Regions from separate parts of the Rattus norvegicus genome. Here all the other regions are linked to region 1. Evidence: chromatin contacts called from public Hi-C data. All regions are on one chromosome and are shown on one strand. The core of a region is the stretch at or near the end of the contact, and the rest is flanking DNA. Distances in the headings are between cores, read along the strand shown.

Evidence for each region. Hi-C and Micro-C count contacts between places; a contact is called where the count stands out from the background.
Region 2: a Hi-C map of Schwann cells shows a contact between it and region 1, with 5 times the contacts expected there. The contact joins the promoter of Aadat here to the promoter of Clcn3 in region 1. A contact is called at or near these places in 4 of 12 Hi-C or Micro-C datasets (Schwann cells, frontal cortex, liver and 1 more).
Region 3: a contact with region 1 is called in a Hi-C map of Schwann cells, with 5 times the contacts expected there. The contact joins the enhancer-like site here to the promoter of Clcn3 in region 1. A contact is called at or near these places in 6 of 12 Hi-C or Micro-C datasets (the A7r5 cell line, the Rat2 cell line, Schwann cells and 3 more).

What each region holds. Positions count from the first base shown.
Region 1 is chr16:34,135,301-34,140,028 of GRCr8, reverse strand. Clcn3 (chloride voltage-gated channel 3) reads right to left here and starts at 2,025. Exons shown (of 13, transcript NM_053363.3): 1 at 1,570-2,025. It also overlaps a transcript of Nek1 not described here.
Region 2 is chr16:34,553,217-34,557,944 of GRCr8, reverse strand. Aadat (aminoadipate aminotransferase) reads left to right here and starts at 2,765. Exons shown (of 13, transcript NM_017193.1): 1 at 2,765-2,943; 2 at 3,719-3,887. The coding sequence starts at 2,877.
Region 3 is chr16:34,469,024-34,473,751 of GRCr8, reverse strand. No RefSeq gene overlaps it. Among named protein-coding and RNA genes, the nearest start is that of Mfap3l, 30 kb to the right of the region's middle. Within about 2 kb of position 2,116, at least 3 of the 93 cell types and tissues checked have an H3K27ac peak or open chromatin away from gene starts, as enhancers often do. A contact at or near this core is called in Schwann cells, where this site is marked.

The DNA of each region.
Region 1 (4,728 bases), core at 776-3,275:
TTCCAACGCTTCAGTAGAATGTCACCTAGTGGGGCTTGCAGGACCCTGCAACCATTGAGGATTGAAAGCAGGAGCTCGGGGATGACACTGCTGAGCTCGGTCTGGCACTTGGTGCTGTGGGACCTTAGGAATGATAGTCAATTCTCTCTCAAGTTTCCACACTTGTTAAACGGACAAAGTCAGTGTATTTACTTTATGAGATTCGGGAAAAATGGGAGGGTGGGGAGGGAGAAAGCGAATGCACTCTATTTGCACGTAGTGTATGCATCATGTTGGAAGTGTCTGCTGACAATTCTGACCACAAAGCAAGAAGGAATTCTATGAAGCAGTCAGCGGTCAAAGCCCTCAGGATGCTGCTTTGATATATGACCCACCACAGAGATCAAATCTGGCTTCCGGAGAGGTCTGAAAATTAGTACCAGCATGTCACAACAGGAAACAGAAAGCCTATCACCAACATGACCTGGACACTTGCCATTTTTTCTACCAAAAAACCCCAGAACTTTAACAAATCTGTTCTTCTGAACTACATAGATTCAAAACCAAATTAATTCTTTAAAGCTTTAATAAGGTACATAGGCAGCACTATTTCCAAGTAATGGCCCACGTTATTCATACTGACCTCTTAAAATCATTTGAGCTGCCACTCAAAGAAAGGCTTTGAAGTAAGTAGAAGGAAAGGAAGGAGTGGGGATTGAATGGTATCTGGGATAAATTCTGCAAACACCATATAAACATTCAATTTGAGAAAATACCCATAAGTTATACACCTGAATTTAAAGCCATTAGAAAAAACAAAAACAAAACCCACATCAGCAGAAGGAACACCTTTCAAAATTGCTCAACAACATCCACATAAGCATTAAACTTCTTGTATACACTCCCGAACTGAAAGAACAGTTTTTTAGTATTTACAAAAGCATGTAAAACTGATCCAACGAAAATAACCATCTAAATTCTTCATGGGTAAGAAGTACATCTACAAAGTGTCAATTATATATCAGCCACAGTGATAGTGCAGGACTATCGAAAAAAGTTTTCAGGACTGAATTTTTAAATTTTATACTCGCATACATGGAAAACTATTAAAAGGTATGGTCACCATTCGTCCAATTGTCAAGAGTCATCATTTTCAAAATGGAAATCTCGGCCTACAATTAGAACATACCCGATGAATATGCAATTAACTTCCTTGTGCTCTAATTTTAAATGCCGCACTTTAAATAAAGCACGCCAGACGAAAAGTTCTCTAAAGTAACTTCTGCTTCAACAAGTTTACTACCAAAACGCAAATATTTGCACAAAAATGATTTGATAAACATAAGTCTAAAGGCCAAAAGAATAAATAAAATAACCTAAACGTTTTTAAACTTGAGCAAACTGTAAATTCAAGATTAATTCTGTGCTGGTACCTAGTTTTAATTCTACTTATAGGTCTTTTGAAGGTTCCGGGAGGAAACAAGATTTTTAATGGGCTGGACAGCAGGTAGGTAGGTACCTCGGTGGGAACGCCAGAGCCTGGTCTCGCGGTCCACCGTCAAGGAGTGAACCTGACAGCTGGCGACTCACCTTGCAGCTCAGAGGCATAGCAAGCTCGGCGGCTGGTGGATGCGCTGCCTGTGGACCCCGCATCTGCTTGAGATCCCGCGCCAGCCGCCCCGGGAGCTTCACCGGGACACGGCTGCCGGGTGGCCACCCCGGCGGACTTCACTGCTACCCGGCTTTGGGAAGAGGTTACGTAAATGCGGCCAGGTGGGACTGGCGGAGGCTGGTTTCGGGGTGAAGTTCAATCCTCCGGCTCTAGCGGGCCCTCTAGTCAACCTGCCTCTGCCCCGACTTGAGTCTCCGGGTTCACAGCGCTTTCAAAGGACTACAGGGCAGCCGCGCTCCACCTCGGGAGGAAAGTAACCCGGTTCTCACGCCTCCGCCCACTCCAGCCTCATCCTCCGGACGGCGGGCCCGCCCCGAGCGCACCGGCACTGAGCTGGCAGCAGAGCGATCCCGACCGGACCGGCCCTGACCCGCTGAACTGGAAGAGAAGCTGCAGGAGTCGGAGCCCGACAGGTGCGTCGCACGCGCGTGACGTCACCGCGTTGACGTGAACGGCCGCTCGGCGTCCGACCGTCCCAGCATTTCCTCCCACGGCCGCACAGGGTGGCACATCTGCGCCTATTGGTCGGAATGCAACGGTGGGCATGACCAGGGCGTGGCAGAGAGAAGACTCCTTGGGCGAGCCTCGAAGGCTGCTCGAAGCCGCCGTGATGGACCTGTTTTCACGTCGCTCACGTCCTCCCTAGCCGAGAAGGCGCTTTCGGAAGCGAGCGGTCGCCGGCATCGTGGCTAAGCCTGGCTTCCTCTCAGTCCTACCTGGACCGAAGCCGAAGCAGGCTGAAGCGAGCGTGTGAGCCCCGGATTCCAGACCCGCGTCTGATGCTTCAGGACCTGTGATGATGTGCAGTGTGTGTTAGGTGTCACCCAGCCTCACACGCCGTCATAGGTTATGTGCTTAACAAAAAACACCAGAGAGAAAATCCCGATGAACCCAAATTTAGACACCACTCATTTCAAAAAAAAAAAAAAAAAAAAAGAGGGTTCCACGTGGTCTTACATACTGAGTTCCTATCGCGTGTCACAATACACAGGAAACCTGTCCCCTTGCTCAAGGAGCTGTATTGTGACTCAGCAGGGGAGTGCATGTACAAATGCCTGGCCTCGGCCCGAGCTTGCCCAAGAGCCTGGTGAACAGGTAGGTGCAATGTTTATAACTGAACAAGACCTATGGGACAGTATGGCAGTCGCCACTGGGTGGCAGAACTAGACATGTCTCGGTTGAGTGTCTCAAGTGTATTTATATATCATCGAATGAATACTAATGTCCTCATATATTTACTGTCTTACATATATTAAAAGTGACGGGTTCTCACTGCCAACATGTAGCCTGATTCTTTTGCATAAGGAACATCTAGATTTTTATTTATTAAGCAGTAGTCATAGCCAATCGATCTGTTTTCTATAAAGATGACAGATTCCTTCTGTACTATTTTCTTTTGTGAAAGATCACTCTTTTAAGTAGACAAGAGAACTGTCTACTTGTACACTTGGTTTTTTTTGTAATACACAGTAATTTGTGAGAAAAAATATTTATTTTAAAACGTGTTGGGCACGGTTTATGGCATACCAGAAGCACTGTGTTCTACCTCCAGCTTGACAGAAGTAAAATATTTATTTCTGGTATACATCCAACTACACTAGTAGTTCTCAATTTCACTCTCCTCGCAGAAATAATTTTAACTGTTTCCAGATTAGCCGTAAGCCTTTCTGAAGCTCAGATAATGTGCTGTGTGGTAGCTTCATCATTTACACCTGAGAAATCACTTTCTTTGTGATTCCTCCTCTGAGATTATTATCAGAAAAATCCACTGACAACAAATCTCTTCGTTAGCAGACCTGAGTTGGAAGACAGCGTCAGGACATCCCTGGCACTGCAGTGTAAGTGCTATGGCATGGACCCTTGCACACTTGCTCCATCTCTTGTCCTATGGAAGGGAGCCTCCTTAACTGAGGAGCTTATGGACCCTTTAAGAGTGATCTTCTTATGGCAGAGATAATTCTCAATAAGGAATTTTTATACTTATAAAAAACAAACTGAAACCCCAGCCTGACTGTCAATATTCTTAGAGCTAATGGGAGTTTGTGCGACGATCCTGTTGCTATGCAGATGTATTCTATTAGAGTTCTAGAGGCTAAAATTCTGACACAGGTCTCACTGGTTAAAATCAAGGTTGGTCAGGTGGTTTCCTTCTAGAGGCCCTAGGGGAAAATCAACCTTGGTGCTTTTGTAGATAATTAGAAAACATTTGAATTTTCTCAGCTCCTTTACTCCATCTTCAAAGTCTTCGGTGATAGGCAGAGTCCTTCCCTAACCTAATTTATTGATTTAGGGATCAGACAGACAAGGGTGTCTTTGGGGGGAGGTAAAATATGCTACCAGTCCTGGAATACTTAATTCAGCTTTTTACAGCATAACATCTTAGTATACATTCTAATATACCGGAAATACTCAGAGACACAGAAAAGTAATTTATCTGCAAAGGTCGGTTTCTCTTTTAAGTTGGATTTTGCTGTTGGTAGAACTGAGCTAAAGCAGGAATAATAACCAAACCCTGTTAATATTTAGATTGGCTCTTCCCTCCCCATACCAGCCAACTAATTGGTTTAGGTCCCTAAGAAAGAAAAAGGAAAAAAAAAAAAAAGATGAACTCACACTGCAAGTGTATTTCTGCCAAATGTACCATAACCTGTCCATTAGTCTTCCTGGTACCTTGGCCAAAGGAAGATAAATAAATAGTGCCTACAACCTGCGAAAGGGCTAAGTCTTTCCCCATGTCAGTAGTTTTCCTGCTTTGAGAGTACCGGGTTGTATTTTTTAAAACCTGTCAAAAGAAGCCAAAAGAGCACCAGGAAGCACATGTGTTTCCTCTGGATTATTCCTTTTATGCTGCTATGGACTTTCCTTGAAATAAGAAACCAGGTGCACACATGCCTTCAGTCCCAGCACTTGGGAGGAAGACAGAGGCAGCGATCTCGGTGAGTTTGAGGGAAGCCTGTTCTAGAAAGAAGGGAAGGAAGGAAAGGGAAAGAAAGGAAGAAACCAGAGGCTACATGTAGCTTGGTGGTAGACCATTTGCCTAGTGTGGATAAGACCCTGGATTTCTATGTCCAGCACCA
Region 2 (4,728 bases), core at 1,516-4,015, 420 kb before region 1:
TCGTTTGGTTAAACTGCAACCTTGACAAAGATCACAAAAGAATAAAAGTTTCCAATCCAGCTTTGAATGTCTCTCTACTAAAACTCAACACCCCTCACCTAGCCCCCTCCCCCCACTCCCCACTCCCCACCCCATCTCTTCTCTTGAGCTTGTATCCACCTTGCAAGCAAGACACTGCCTTGTATGAAATCACTCGCCTCTTCTGCTCTTTGAGAGCAATGAATGGTCTCCACCACCCTTTAAAATTCATGACGATCCTTTGCAGAGAATAAGGATTCAATAAATGTTTGAATAAAGGATCTCTCAGCCCCTGGGTTCTATCCTCTGGCAATCCTAAGCCAAGGCTTTAAAGACTCGCCAGTAAGACCTGAGCTTTGCCTTTCACCTTGCTCCCTGGAGACAACTGCTCCTGCACTGTGCAAAGCCAGAGTCCTCCCTCTTGGACAATCAATTTTAACTTGTGACTCCAGATTGACTGTTGAGCTCTTCTCCACTTAACTCTTGACAGTCTGTGGTGGTTTGAGTGTGAAGTCTCTCCTATAAGATCACGTGTTTGAAAACTCAGTGAGGCTATTTAGGAAAGCCCTAAAACCTTTAGACAAGGAACCTCACTAGAGGAAGTGGTTTACTAGGGGCAGGCCTTGGGGTTTCACAGTCTGGTCCCAACTCTCTCAACCTGCTGCATTCCAACGGTAGATGTCAGGTAGACACTTCATTCTCTTGCCTCTGAGCTTCTCTGCCAATATGACATTATCTCCCTGAACTGTAATCCAGGGTTGCCCTCTGGTCGTTTAAGTTGCTTCTTCACAAGTATTTGGTTACAGCAACAAGAAAAAACAACTAATGTACAGCCCTTTCCCATGGATTGTGGCTATATTCTGTGGCGCGTTTCTAGAACCACGACCCCCAGCACCCCCACATCCTTTCACCTTCTCTGATGAGCCATTTTGCTTCCCGACCTGACCTGAATCATCATCAGCGTCTCAGGTATTTTGCCTGTCTAATTCCAGAATGTGGTAGTTTGAGTGGGAAAGTTCTTCATAAACTCATATATTTGAACACTTTGTCCCCAGTTGGTAAGACTGTTTGGGACTTTGGAGAGGCGGGGCCTTGTTGGAGGAGGTGTCCCTTGGAGCAAGCTACCCGGGTTTCCCAGGGAGCTCTCCCTGCCTCTTGCCTGAGAATCAAATTACAAACTCTCAGCTACAGATTCAGGGCCCTGCCTCCATGTCTGCCTGCTGCCGCTGATGGGCTAACCCTATAGAACGGTAAACCCTGAATCAAATGCTTTCTAAGTTGCCTTGGTCATGGCGTTTTATCCAGACAATATTTAAACTTAACTAAAACACAGAAAAGTCTGCATAGAAAATGCAGCAAGCTTTTTTTTTTTTTTTTTTTTTTTTTGGTTCTTTTTTTCGGAGCTGGGGACCGAACCCAGGGCCTTGCGCTTCCTAGGTAAGCGCTCTACCACTGAGCTAAATCCCCAGCCCCAGCTTTTTTTAAAAACTCTGTATTTCATGATTTGATGGTCTAAGAGTCTATGCTTTGTGTTGTGTCTTCAGAGTGTAAGAGTGCAGTAAGAGGGTGACCTTCAATGCTGAGAAGTCAGGCGAATTGTGGCGTATTTCTTTTAGCCTCATAATGGTTATAACTTCCGAAGCCCCCCTCACCAGTCTAAGGACCGTCCTCTTGAGTGGAAAGTCCCCTACCACCATGACTGTTTTAAACCACCATGGTCAAATAAAGCTGACACCTCAAGAGTCATGAGATCTCCCGTTTCCCGGGACAAGCTTTAACCCTGTGTTTTCAACTGTTCTTTAATAATTTTGGAACTCGATCACTATATGGCGCGGGCACCTCGACTGCTGAAAGGACTCCCTGAGCCCTTCACTGTGCACTCCTTTAAATAACTAAACTTAAGACAGTTTCTCTTTGTATCGTCATCGACCAGGTAATTTCGAATTTGATAATCGCTTTATCTGCACCATATCCAACACACTTTGAACCGAGCTCTTACACAGTGAAAGTTCTGCAATTCAGTGAGAGAAGAGGCTGAAAATTGAGGAGACTGAAGACTAAGTTTTCAAATTTGCGAGGGTGGGTTAACTCTCCCCACTCACTGTACCAGGCTTCTGTTTTGAAGAGTTACCTGAATTCATCTGGGTCCCCTTGAAGATTTAGGGGTAGGGATGAGAGAGGGAGCGAGAGAGAGAGAGAGAGAGAGAGAGAGAGAGAGAGAGAGAGAGAGAGAGAGAGAGAGAGAGAGAGAGAGAGAGAGAGAGAGACCTCGATACTGAGAGCGCCTCTTGGTACCCGTTGCAATGGAACAAAACCACCACCAGAGGGTAGTGAAGGACAAAGATCTTGAGACCTGAGACCTGAGATCTGTCCAGTTCCGGGCACTCATTTCAAGATCTGTCCGGGAGGGCCGGAGTGGGGGGCGTGGCCAATAGCAACGCTGTACTGCAAGACTGAGCAGCAAGGTCCAGAATCCATCCTGCTTTTAAGTGAATTCGGGCACCGATCCGATTGCTATTGTGCATCACAGCAGGGCCTCTCGCCACGCCCATCCCTGACCGATGACTTAGGTGGCCTGAGGTCAGCTGCCATAGGCCAGGACGCGGGGTGGGAGGGGGCGTGGCCGACTGCGGTCCACTCGGGTCAGATACTGCCACTCGGTGGATGAACTTTGTCCCTTCTGTCGCCTGACCCGGGCCTATTTAGATCTCAGACACTGACAGCGGCTGTTAGCCAGGCAGATTGGGTGGCACTCCGCAGCACTACCCGGAGACAGCTAACAGTGCAGCCCGAGTGATCTGGGAAGCCGTTCTCAGTGACCGACTTTTCTAGTCCTGTTCCACGCGACCAGCAGAGACATGAATTACTCAAGGTTCCTCACTGCAACGAGCCTGGCCAGAAAGACATCCCCTATCAGAGCTACAGGTGAAAAACAAAGCCGGAGCCCGCTCCGCTCTGCAAGAGTTGAGTTTTCTTAGCCGAAGCTCTGTGCGGTGCCCTGTTTTGGTGATCACCGCTAGGTCGCGCCCATTCATTCAAGTGTGAAGACAGTCTGTGAGCGTTAGTGAAGGAGGAGTTACTTAACTTTTGTTCACTAAGAGCTTGGGCCAGAGGCAAAGCAAAGCAGTGACTACTTTTGCAGGAGTATTTAGAGATGAGCCTGGGGGCCAAACATGGGGTACACCTTGCAAGAAAGGCTCTACAGGGAAGACAGGACTGGGGAATGGGAGCCAGAGGTGGAGCAGGTAGGTATTGGGCAACGGGGAGAAAGGCCTTCTGCTACTGCGGAGAGCCCTTTTTCTTGGCCATCTGCATTCTTGGATTCCTCCGGCAGTGAGGAAGCCTAGAAAAAGTTATTTTGCACTTATTTTAGACTAGCATTCAGTCTTAGCCCAGTATGCTGCTACGTCAGACTAGAGGAGCAGTAATTCAATAAACAGCAAGAATACTCTCTCGGTGGCGGAGGCCACCATGTCCAACATCAGGTACCCGTGAGGGCAAATCCAAATAGACGATGCTTCTCGCTGCAGTTCGGCCTCTTTAGAAGGAAATTTCGTTTCTGAAGGCAGAGTTATCGTGATCTAATCCCATCTTTAATATATCATATCGAGTACTAGATTCTAGTATAAGACTTGGTCAGAGACACTAACGTTCAGACCACGGGACAGTGGACGAATTTTTTTTTCCGTGTTTATCATAGTGGAGATAATGAGTAGAGCACCCAAAGACATCATCTCCCTGGCTCCTGGATCTCCGAACCCGAAAGTGTTCCCCTTTAAGTCAGCTGTCTTCACTGTGGAGAACGGAAGCACCATCCGGTTTGAAGGAGAGATGTTTCAAAGGGCCCTCCAATATTCCTCAAGCTATGGGTAAGTGTTCAATAGATGTAGGCTCATACTGGTTCATTTTCCAATGCCATTGATAAAGTGACTGAATTCTTTTGTTGATGGGGTGTACAATGATAGGGGAAGTTGGGAGAAGAAATTTTAAAATACAAAAACCAAAATCAGTACTAAATGCTTCACACACCCCAGGGACTAGCTTTCAACTTTAAATGACTGGGAAAGCCAGAGAAACATCTAGAAGAAAGTCCCATTTGAGCTGAGTATGATACTGAAAAGAACACTAGGTGAAGCATCATAGTGGGAAGAGAGAGGAAATGTATGGAACAGTCCTTGAACAATAATGATCTTTCCTATTTTAAAAGAACTAAATGTGGATGTATTGTTTTTATAGAAAATAGACTCTCTTCTCATATATTTTATCCTGAAATATGCTTTCCTCGCCACTCCTCCGTTCCTCCCCAACTCCTCTCCCATCTAGATTCATTCCCTTTCTGTCTCTCATTAGAAAAGAACAAGCTTCTAACTCAACATGACAAAATTTAAAATATAAGATGGGGCAAAAACTGTCACATTGAAGTGGGACACGGCAACCCAACAGGAAGAAAAGAATCCCAAGATCAGGCAAAAGAGCCGGGGACACACTCATTCTCACAGTCAAGAGTCCCATAAAAACACTAAGCCAATAGCGGTAATGTATGCCGAGGACCTGTTGTAGACCCTGGTAGGGCCTGTACTTGCTGTTTCAGTCTCTGTGAGCTAGTATGCACCTTTCTTAGTTCATTCAGAGAACCATGTTCTCCTGGTGTCCTCTATTCCCTCTGACTCTGACCTCTGCCTCAACATTCCGTGAGCCCTGAGGGAAGGG
Region 3 (4,728 bases), core at 867-3,366, 330 kb before region 1:
ATTTCTATACAGCTTGAGAAAATAGCCTCATTTCATTCCTTGAATACAATTACCATGTTCCTCTGGTTTTGGATGTGGCTAACTTAAAAATGTCTTTAAAATTGAAGCAATTTGGAAGGCTCATTAACATGAATAACCGAGTCTGGTGGCATAGCTCAGTGGTAGAACACTTGCCTAGCATGCATAAGGTCCTGAGTTCAATCCCTGGTACTGCAATAATAACAGTAATAACAGAAAAGCTAACCTAGCACAAGAAGCCTATAGATTATTATAGCTAACCTATTACAACAAGAAGCCTATAGATTATAGATTATAATTACAACAAGAAGCCTATAGATTATCATAGCTAACCTATTACAACAGGAAGCCTATAGATTATCGCACCGAAAGAAAAAGCTGCTAAGTATTCCTTGGCTGGCTTGGGTATTACGTGCGTTATTCACATATCTGCTTACACACTCATCATCCCTGGCTTGTGAGTAGCCTAGGTTTTTATCTACTAACCCGGAACAAAGAGAAACATGTGCATAACAGACCCGAAACACTCTCAATAAAGAGAAAAACAGAGTCAGTGAAGTCTGAATGGCATTTCAGACCCACCAAGGGAGCAGAGGTTCTCTTCCTATAACACGTAGGTAATAACACAAAACCACACCTCTCATCTCGAAGAGAGTAAAAAGTAGTTTATTCTGGAACCAAGTAAGGGGAACTGTGGTCCGAGAACTCAGATGTAGTTTTTTTCCTCCAAATGCTATGTTCCAACAATTTAACAGTTAGGTGTTTATGGCATCGAAACAAAAAACCAACATAGATCAAGACACTTTTAAAATACAATGGTGGAGACATCCTATCTTGTCATGTTCTAGCAAACTAGAGAAAGCTCTGCTATCAGCCTCAAATGCCACCTGATGGCATTGTCATCTCTTGGATTGGTGTCCATTCATACATTCCAAAAGGATTTACCTAAAACCACAAGGACGCCACTTCAGACACAGGTGTAGGTAGTAAGTGGCTGTCTAAGGGGCTGAGATAATTCAAGGTAATTTGCCCCTAGATCTGCAATACTTTATAATTCCCACAACCACTGGCCTTCTAACCAGATTTGAAGAATGGCTAATACGTGCACAGCTTCTTCCTGGGAACGACAGTCGACACAGCTCAACAGAACTTACTGGAATCTACATTGTACAAGAAACTGTGTGAGATTAGATAAAAAAGAAGCCTAAAGAGAAGCTGCATTTGATATCTGTCTGGAAAATCACCTGTGGTCTGCAGCCCAATAATTGTAATTATTATACAGTCCCCATGTGATCCCTAGATTTTAAAGAAAAAGTCTGCTATTCATAAGAAAATGTATCTTCGACAAAAACCAATCGAGCCAAACAGTCCTGTAACTACAAGTGGGAAAGAAAGTGGGCCCCGTCCTGAAGGTTACCATTTGGATTCTGCTGTTTACTGTGAGAAGGAACAGACTTTTCTATTTGTTGAGAAACTTCTTTTCCAGGATTGGATCAAGTTGGAATAGTCACTTTATCCAAAGTAAAAGTAAGTGTCAAACCATCTTTCGAATTCTGACAAGTAATGCATTCCCTGAGTCTTGGAGTTTCCCATATAGAAGCCCTAAGGTGGGACTAGGCTTTGGCTACCTGACTTCCAGATATGTCCATACTTTACTTAGTTGGTCCCCAGAAAGGGAGCCAGACATCCACTAAGCTACCCTGTATTCTTAGTGCCACCTATAAGAACAGATGTCACTAGCTCTTTACATGTTTCCCATCCTTATCACTGCAAGTCTCTGGGATTCCCAGAGGACCTTATGCACCCTCAGGGCTTCTCATCTTTCTCCCCATGGGAGTTCTGTGCCCACTCCAAAAATTTGGTGTTATATCTACTCAAAGGATAAAGTATAGAATTCTCTTCCCTTTCCTCTTAGTTTTAATAAGCAACTACATCAGTGAGTAAGGCTTGAAAATCCCGCAGAAAGGAAAAGAGTGGTGAGAATTGCTACATTTACTTTTGGATTTCATGTTAGGCAGGCACAAAGCCATAGCTGCTCCCACAGAGGTCTCCGTAAAGAGGCCAGACTTCTGGGCATGAGAGACCCTTTGTTCTGAGCAACATTCTGAAATGAACAATGTGGTCTCCCTGTCAAGTCTGAGGACAAAGAAGCCAGCTTGTGGGCCATACTCCTGAAGAATGTCTTTGTCTGATTTGGTTTGTTTGATTATGTGGGTAACAAAACTCCCAACTATATACAAGACAAAACTCTCCCAGAATCCAAGCCAAAACATCTACAAAGTCAAAATTGTTGCCAAGGGGTCTCATTGAGTGCACCCATAAACCTGGTGGCTTCTAACCATCCCATTTAAACATCTACCCAGCTTTCAGGAAACCCGCCTGTAGGAGGCAGAATCCTGAGTGCATTCTTTTCTTTTCTCCCTGCCAATAATCTGATCCTAAGTAAACGAAGCCTTGGGAGAGATTTAGAATAAGGAGTGATCATTTGTAATACCTATTTGTATCATAGGCTGGCAAACCTTCCAGGAGGGAAAGGCTTTGGTGTTGTGTGGAAGGAGGTCCGGAAAGGTGTGGTTTCAGCTGGGCCCTCTCCCTCCTTTTAGTTTCAAGCATGCCACTTGATATCTAGATTATTCCAGCTGGATAACTGGTTAGACCACACACATGCTCACACACCTCCAAAGGTTCAGCCACCTCAGCGCACAGGCTCGACTCGAAGGAGGAAGAGAATATTTTCCTAACACCGATTCAGACTTCCAAGTGGCTTCACTCTCCTCAGCGACCAAGATTTCAGAGAAACCCTTGTTTCCTTTCACTCCCTCCACACACATCCCACCGTCCCAAGCATGCTGTTTCAAACTCCCAGGAACAAAGAGGAGCCTAAATTAGAATTGCGTATTATAGCCAGACTTTTGTCTATTACATTGTGGGTTCTTTTTTTCTTCCACTCTTTCAACTGCCCAACACTAGATAGGAGAAAAAAATAGAGAGAAGGGGAAAGGCAGTGTTATCGTTAGACTACTTATTGCTGATTGTGGCTGTAGCTGTCAGGGTATCTAATTTCTTGTTGTTTCTTCTTTGCACAGGACTACTTAACAAACCGAGACCAACAGCAAATGAACAACCAACAAACCCTTGGGGCTCTGGCATTTATATACCCCCTGAAAAGTCCTCAGACTTCCAAAAGTCCCACAATCACAGAAACTACCTGCAGCTGGCAAAATCGCACCCCTGCTAGAGCACAAGCCAAATCATAGTCAGTTGCTGTGGAGTCTGAAGCAGCCCTGCATCCCACATCGGGGATTAAAATGAAAGCACATTCTTATAATATTCCTGTCTTTTAAAAGAAACCAAACTTCTCACTAAAATATATAGATGTAGAAATGTATATAGTATATTAATAATAACGTAGCCTCTTACTGCTGCCTCTATGAAGAGTATAAAGTTGAAACATCTACTGCTCTAGGAGGATGAAGTTAGGAAAGATGGTGATGGAGAATGACATCTGTCCCTCGTCAGTCACCAAGCACAAGACTCAACGATGACGAAAACAAGCTAGCTCCTTACGTAGATTGCTCTTCCCCATTCTCCAGACTCTCTGATATGGCTTGGGCTATTGAATGAACATAAACATGCAGAATACTTTTTAAAATTAACTGATGGTCCCCTTATCCATGTGAACCTACCCCTCAAAAAAGGGAGCCAATTAAAGTTTGGCACTAATGTCTTTTTAATCTTGTTTGGATGGTTTTTTTCCTTTCTTTTCTTTTCACCTCTTTAGTTTAAAGAAAACAAGTTTATTTACCATACTGCAAGGCAAGAAAAACCACAGGTCTATTACCTTTCCCCTCTTACCTACAAGGGTGAGAACTATCTCTCCAATATACTGTGCAGAATCTCCTAGAGGGATTGTTAAAGGCTTTGAATGATCTTTCCAGGAGAGACACTGATGAAAAATTAACTTAGGGGCAAAGGCTGTAGCAGGCCTGAGCATGATAACCATGACACCCACAGGTTTTGTCCTTTACCCTTCTTTCCCTTGCTAAATTGTTGGACTACGTTCCTAAAGCTTGCCTTCGAGGTCTATTGCCTTATTTGGATGCTGACTCATTCTGGAGACTGGTCACCAAGGCCCACCTATCAAGACATCAAGGTCCAGCAATCGAAATCCATTGCTTTGACTATCCTAACACCCAGTCAGAATTTACCAACATACTCTAGCTCATTCTAACACAGGTCTCTCACTTTTCCCTCTTAAAACCAACACCTACAAAGCTCTCTGCTTCTGTTTTTGTCCAATTCAGATTCAGTGACTTTGTCTATTTGCCTTGTTCAATAAAGGATCTCTTTGAAGTTTGTCTGTGCTTGGAAAGTAGTATTTAGGTGTGGTCTGTGAGTAATCTGGGATCCAGAGAGGAGCACCATGCAGTATTCAGGTGCCTTCGAGGGGAGGAAAAGATTGATTTGGCTTCCAGGCTACTGTACATCAATGAGGGAGGCCAAAGGCAAGATGAACTCGAGGCAGAGGTATGAAGGCACTTACTACAGCGTTGACCACAGAGGAACCTTGTTTCCTGGCTTGCTCTCCACAGTTTGATTGTCTTGCTTTCTTGTACAAAACAGGAGCACCTTCAGAGGAATAGGGCGGCCTACAGTGGGCTGGGCCCTCGCACATCAATCACTAATCAAGAAAACGCCCCACATATGCAC